2 separate regions of the Sus scrofa genome follow, and region 1 is linked to region 2. Evidence: chromatin contacts called from public Hi-C data. All regions are on one chromosome and are shown on one strand. Each heading gives the region's core, a stretch centred on a gene start, on an enhancer-like site or on the middle of the called end of the contact. The rest is flanking DNA. Distances are from core to core; before and after follow the strand shown.

Region 1 (3,291 bases), core at 156-2,655, 200 kb after region 2:
CAGGGAGTGGGGGACCCCGCCAGCCCCAGGCAAGCCTCACTCCTGCCACGTGGAAACTAGAATTGATTCTTCAATTCTCCCCGACTCCCAGAGATGTTCTGTGCAGGAGCTGAGTCCTGGTTCATACATTCTGGGTGCAGGAGGAAGAAGAGAGAGAGAGAGAGCATTGCTGAAATACTGCCACTCCGATCCCCACTCCTGGGACCAGGCAGGCTTTTGAACATTTACAAAACAATGAATCAGCACACATCTTCCAGGCCAGATGAGCCTGGGGAGAAAAGTGTGAAGAGGAACTGGGAGAAATACTTGAAATTGTGGACAGAGACACTTTAAAAAGCCAAAATGGAGAAATGCATTCCATCCAAGAGAACCACCATCTTGCTGAAAATTACTGGCTCGTAAGATAATTTACTTTACATTGGTTAATCTTAGAGAGTACGTTTTTCCTAGGATTTTCCTAAAGGAAGACAATCTCCTTGAGTTCCCTGTTTTTAAACTTGTCCCCTCCCTTTTGGGGATATTTGACTCTCTAGACTCTCCAGAGAGCCGTTTCCTCATACATCCTAGAGAATATACGATTTCATTTTTCCACACATGCATTTCTATACACCTGGAATTTCAGTTATTTATTAACCATGCCTAGTTTTGTGGTTTCTAGCTTTATATCTTTAAAGTCATTAAAACTTAATAGGAGAATTAATCATAAAAGAAATCTATCAAACACAGTTGCCAAGCACTTTTTTTCCCCCCGCTGACTGACATCTTTAAAATGTATTTGAATGTTATTTATTTCATCACACCCAGGGAATAAAAAAAAAATAACTTGCAGCTTCCAAGTTCAGAGAAAGCATAAAAATGTGATTTACTACTTATTGTACAGTTAGGCACATGCATATTATATACTGCATGTTAATCTTCGACTGGCTAAGTTTAGCAAATTTGACAACACTACCGTTTGCTAGTAAGGAAAAAGAATCGACATCTGTTCTCTCCCAGATATGGCTCCTTCTTGGAAGGAATCAGAAATATGCCCAGGCCTTCTATTTCCTGGGTAAACTGATAGAATGTGGGCTGTTTAAATGGACAGTCAAACCACAATGCCCCCTGGTGGTGAAATAGTGCATACACATGTGTTAGCGTCTGCACAGGGAATATTTTCGAGAGAAACTTAATTTTTTAATAATGTGGAAATTTTCTGGTAGCTTTCAAATTGCAAATGCAAAAATCGTGGAGCACTGATAGCCCTTTAAGTGGAAAATAAATATTCACTATACTGGTAGTGAAATTAGAGGCATATTTAGTTTCTCCTAAATCACCTAGATCAAAGTTGCTTTGTTTCGATTTTTACAAAAAGGGATGATGTTTTAATCCACACTGAAGACTTGGAGTATCGGGAAAAATCAGAATTAGAGCACAGGTAGTTTTTCAACTCAATTTACAAAAGTGAAGCTGTCAGCAGATACTTCCGGGTAGACCTATGGGTCTGTTAGCTTATTGTCACTCCAGTTAAAATGGAGTGAGAGCAGATTCCAGATTTTGCCAGCGGATGGAAGACTCCATCTTCCCATCATGCTCTCAGCATGCACCTCTGATAAGCAGCTTAAAGGGAACTTCCTCGGGTCAGACATAAATAGTGATTCTCAGGTTCCCTTAATCCAGACACACATTGCTTCTGAGTGAGGCCTCATAAATCTCAAAACCAGTCAGCGACACAGGCAAGACGACACTGTTAGAAGGTGCAAATACATTCAATAGCCACGGCGTGGACTCATTCATCACACAAACAATACTGATGTCTTGTAGGGATCCAGGGACATGGCACCACCTCTCTCGCAAAGTGCGTGATCTCTAGAAGCAGGAGGCCTAGGAGAGGAGCTGTGAGTGCTTTCCTTCTTCTCAAGAGCTGAGCCACTCACAGTCCGAGGACAACCAGCAGGCGCACAGGGTCCCCCAGGTCTCCTGGCCCCTGACCCAGAGCTGTCCACTTTGGAATAATGACTTATCTCTGATGCCAAACATTTTAAGACACTTCCCTAATGGCTGAGGCGATACTGCTTAGGACATGCTGTAAAAAAACAGTGCAATGGAAAGATAATCCACTCTAAGACATGTACACAGATTCTCAGAGCAGCATGATTCCTAACAGCCAGAAACTGCAAACAGTTCAGATGCTCGTCAGGTGATGAATGGATGCACTGAATGTGGTACACCCACACGAAGGAATATTATGAAGTCATAAAAAGAAACAAAGTACGGGAATTCTTCTATGGTACAGCGGGTTGAGGATCTGGTGTTGTCACGGCAGAGGCTTGGGTCGATGCTACAGCACAAGTTCAATCCCTGGCCTGGGCTCTTCCACGGGCAGAGCCAAAAAAGAAAAGAAAAGAGAAAAAGAGAAAACCGCAAAGCACTGATATATGTTACAACCGGGATGAGCCTTGATAACATTCTGCTAAGTGAAAGAAGCCGGATACAAAAGACCACATGTTGCACCATCGGTTTATAGGGAATGTCCAGAACCAGCAAATCCACTAATAGAGAAAGCAGGCCAGTGGTTGCCCAGGGCTGGGAGAAGGGGTAACTGAGGTGAGGGCCAAGGAGTGTGGACCTGCTGGGGCTAATAAACATATTCTAAAACTGATGGCAGTGATACACGCACAACTCTGTAAATACACCAAAAAACACTGAATTGTACATTTTAAATGAATGAATTATATGGTGAGTGCATTATGTGTGGATGAAGCTGCTTCTGTCTGTTTTGTTTTTTTTTAAAAAAAAAAAAAAAGGCTGCTGAGGGCAGGCACACCCTGTAAAGGTCCAGAGACCTGAGAAGTGACCAGGAGAAGGAAGACAAGGAAACAGTAAACGCCCCCAGAGAAGCGATGCCCGCCAAGCCTGGCTCAGGCTGGAAGTCCACTCTCCCTTTTGTCCAAGGGGATGCGGCCCAGCTCCAACACCCCCAGAAACCTTCTACCCAAAACTCGAGGAAGAAGTCTCTCTCCATCCAGATCACGAAATCTAAAGATGGGGGCACTTCGGGGTTTTCGGCCCACACCGCCCACTTCCCCTACAAAACCCATCATCCTCGCCCACCAGAGATCTGGATTCAATTAGCCTGGAGCGTCACTCTTTTGAAAGAATTTCCCAGGTGATCCGCGGGTCCAGCTGAAGCAGGAGATCCCTGTTTGGGAGAGAGCCAGCAAGAAAGCCAGGGCACAATGGGAAGGAAAGCTGGGCACAGTGGCAGCCTGCATGGCTTTTTGTACCAAGTCTTTACTGTGGATTTCTTCC
Region 2 (3,164 bases), core at 118-2,617:
TCAAGAAATTCCAAATGGCAAGCATTGTTGGCCCCCTTGGAACAAACGGTTATGTGCCAGGGGGGCAGGGGCAGGCAAGGCGCCAGGGAGGCTGGGGCTGGGGTGGATCGGATCAGGGCAGGCTGTGAGCATGAGGTGGAAGGCGGGGGCTGTTAAAGCTTTGGGAAAAATGTGAGTTTTGTTCTCTGCTCAATGGATGACTTTAGTCAAGGCACCACATAGGTTTTTGGGTCAAGAAGCCCATTTTACTTTTTATCTCTTTAGGAATTCCTGTTTTCCACTTTGCATTCAGCTATGGGAAATGCAGTGTACCCCAACCTGGTCCTTCTTGTCACCTCTGCACACAGGGCACCTGCAGCTACTCAAGCAAGTAAATAAAAACCCCAAAGCATGTGCAGCTTCTCAGACACACCCTGCCATTTTGAGCCTAGGAGCTTTATAAGTTCTGTTTCCTTCCTCCTCTAACAAACTCCTACTCAGCCCTCCAAACCCAGCTGAAGTAGCACCTTCTCAGCTGTGCCGAATACCCCTGCACAGTGTTCTGATAGGGCACACTGCTTTCTTGCACCCCAAGTCCCATCACACTGCCTTAAAAAATCTACTACTATCCTAATTTCTTCTCTAAACGATGCTTCTTGAGGGTGGCTGAGTCTCAGTCACCTCGTAACCCCTGTGTGTAGTGCTGGGCATGATGGCGGGAAGAACCTGCTACTGAAAGGAGAGATGAATGGTGGAAAGCACTTCTTCTCTAGGAGAGAATGGGACTGCTGGCCTCAGAGGGACCAAGAGGGCCATCATTCCCCTCTCAACCCATGTCTGTCACCTCACACGCAGTGGGTGGCTCCCCTCTGCCAGCCTTCTCCACGTCCTGGCAGCGGACAGGAATCGGGGCTGACCTGCCAGGCTGCGTAGCCAGGAAGCTGTTCAGACTGCGGGGCAGCATCTCCCCCTCGGAGGAGAGCGGTGGGCGTTTTCGGAGTTGAGGGGGTGGCTGGACCCGTTCCCGGGCTGTCCCTGTACTGCTGTGGGCTGAGTGTGCTGGGTGGGGAGGGGGGTGTCATGCTTTGCAGCGTGTTGACCCCTCTGTCCTCCCAGAAGCCAGGGCCCTCTCCCGCCTCCCTCTGGAAGCCCAGGAAGTGACCGTGGCCTGACCGGACGCCCCTGCCGGGCTCTCACCATGAACCCCGACGGCCATGGCAGCGGCTGCTCGGGGGACTGTTTCAAACGATTCCCTGCAAACTTTCGCAAGATACAAAAGAGGCTGGAAACTCACAGGATAAACCAAAGTGGAAACAAAACTGTGTCGCCGAGGCCCATGGGAACTGAAACCACAGGGCAGAGTGCTCTGAGCTCTCCGGACACAAACAGCTAAGCCCCCGCATGAGTCACTGGTGTGGCCACAAGGCTGCTCGAGAGGGAAGGCCTGACTGGACAGAAGCCGACGCCGTGCCCTGGGGACCCTCTGTGCGTTCTGCTCCCTGGAGATTTCATTTCACGTGCGTTGCAGCAAAGAGAACACTCGCAGGACATGGAGGACACCCCTCAGGCTCTGGTCACCGACGATACAAACACCCGATGGGGTTTCATCATAACCCAGCCTAGGAACTACCTGTTTTCTCCAAATCTCGTGAGGACACAGAACCCAGGGTGCTCAAGCAACTCAGACCACCCTGAGCTGGAATTTGCATTCTTTCCTTCTGCCGCATTCTCCAGCTGTCGGTCCCACCGGAAGCCCAGGCTGGTTCCGTGGGCGGGAGGGTTTCCTGCTCTCTCCGTCTCCACACTGCTTTGATCATGCGCCACGAGCAGTGCAGTGAAAACTGGAGCATCCCCTCCCAACAGCTGTAGCCGTCTTTATCTACAAATGAGGTACATACCCCTAGAGGTGATATTAGGAAACACTGCAAGAAATGGAATTGAAATGGGATGAGCTCAAAGACAGACAGAAGCTGCAATGCTTGCTTCCTGTACCCTGGTGCAGGGTCAAGGGTAGCCAGATTAAAAAACACAGGATGCCCAGCTAAGTGTGTGACACAGTTTGGCTAAAATAAAATAAAATAAAACAAAATGATTGTTTCTCTGAAATTCAAAGCTAAATAAGCATCCTGTATTTTTATGTGCAAAATCTGGCAACCCTAAGGGGTCGGCAATTCTATTTTAAAAAGGCCACAGGAAATAGTCTAGGCTTTGTGGGACCACGACTCAACTGTTGTAATGTGAATGCAGCCCGCAGCATTCCTACACAAAGAGTGTGGCTGTGTTTCAATAAAACTTTATTGATAAAAACCAGACTCCTCGGTGGTGGACTGCAGTTGGTGGACCCCTGCCCGAGGGGACCACCATGGGTGCGTGACACTTAGGAGAGCCCTGGTCTGCGAAAGAGAAGAGCCTGGATTTGCATCATTCTCCAGTGACAAATAAACCTTTGTCCTGTTTGCTCTGGGGGCTGAGGTGGGGGCTGGTGAGCTGGTAGAGGATGGGAATGAAGACCCCCGAGTAACAGAGGAGGCTAAAGGACTAAACATGCATGCACACGCACACACACACACAAACACACACTCGTGCACACACTTAAAAACTGCTGCAGCCACGATACCAACTCTGGTGGTCCTGCATTCAGTGCATCAAATTAAATGCTTCCCCTGCCCCAATTACTAGCAATTCAATCAGTCAACTGGCAGCCATAACAACACATTAACTTGTTTGCCAAATCAATCCCACCAAGTCCCTCCATCCCAGCACAGAGGCATTAAGTGGTACCCCCACACCCCTGAACACAGGCTTAGGAAGCCCCCTCTGCACCTCGATCTCGGAATCCCCATCCGCAACCGTGGCCTTCTAGTCACCAGTGAGCCCGGGAAACTGAAGTCCTGGGGTGGTTTTCCCTCCCTCTGCAGCCAGCTGGGCTGCAAAGGTCCCAGCTCACAGCTCTGCCAACCACCGTTACAGGTCCTGGCTTCACACATCATGTGAGCCTTTGCTCAGTACCAGATGAAGCTGCGTGACTCAACTTTCCTGGGCCCCCTTGATGGGTAATTTCACAGAGAAACACGCAGGCACAACAGACGGTCTGAGCCGGGCTGGCATTTGAAACACGCCCTAGGACCCAGCCCTTCCTGAATTCCTCTTTCAACTTGAGGTGGGTGGCGGTGGGGTTTCTTTCA

What was found. A called contact is a pair of places that touch in the nucleus more often than the background predicts.
Region 1: a Hi-C map of omental adipose tissue shows a contact between it and region 2, with 1.8 times the contacts expected there. The contact joins two enhancer-like sites. A contact is called at or near these places in 6 of 47 Hi-C or Micro-C datasets (brain, epiblast stem cells, liver and 2 more) and 1 of 2 datasets of contacts at active chromatin or transcription factors (skeletal muscle).

The regions. Positions count from the first base shown.
Region 1 is chr6:9,523,821-9,527,111 of Sscrofa11.1, forward strand. The region is part of intron 8 of WWOX (WW domain-containing oxidoreductase); the gene reads right to left. Among named protein-coding and RNA genes, the nearest start is that of WWOX, 350 kb to the right of the region's middle. Within about 2 kb of position 1,406, at least 4 of the 83 cell types and tissues checked have an H3K27ac peak or open chromatin away from gene starts, as enhancers often do. A contact at or near this core is called in omental adipose tissue, where this site is marked.
Region 2 is chr6:9,326,529-9,329,692 of Sscrofa11.1, forward strand. The region is part of intron 8 of WWOX (WW domain-containing oxidoreductase); the gene reads right to left. Among named protein-coding and RNA genes, the nearest start is that of WWOX, 540 kb to the right of the region's middle. Within about 2 kb of position 1,368, at least 27 of the 83 cell types and tissues checked have an H3K27ac peak or open chromatin away from gene starts, as enhancers often do. A contact at or near this core is called in omental adipose tissue, where this site is marked.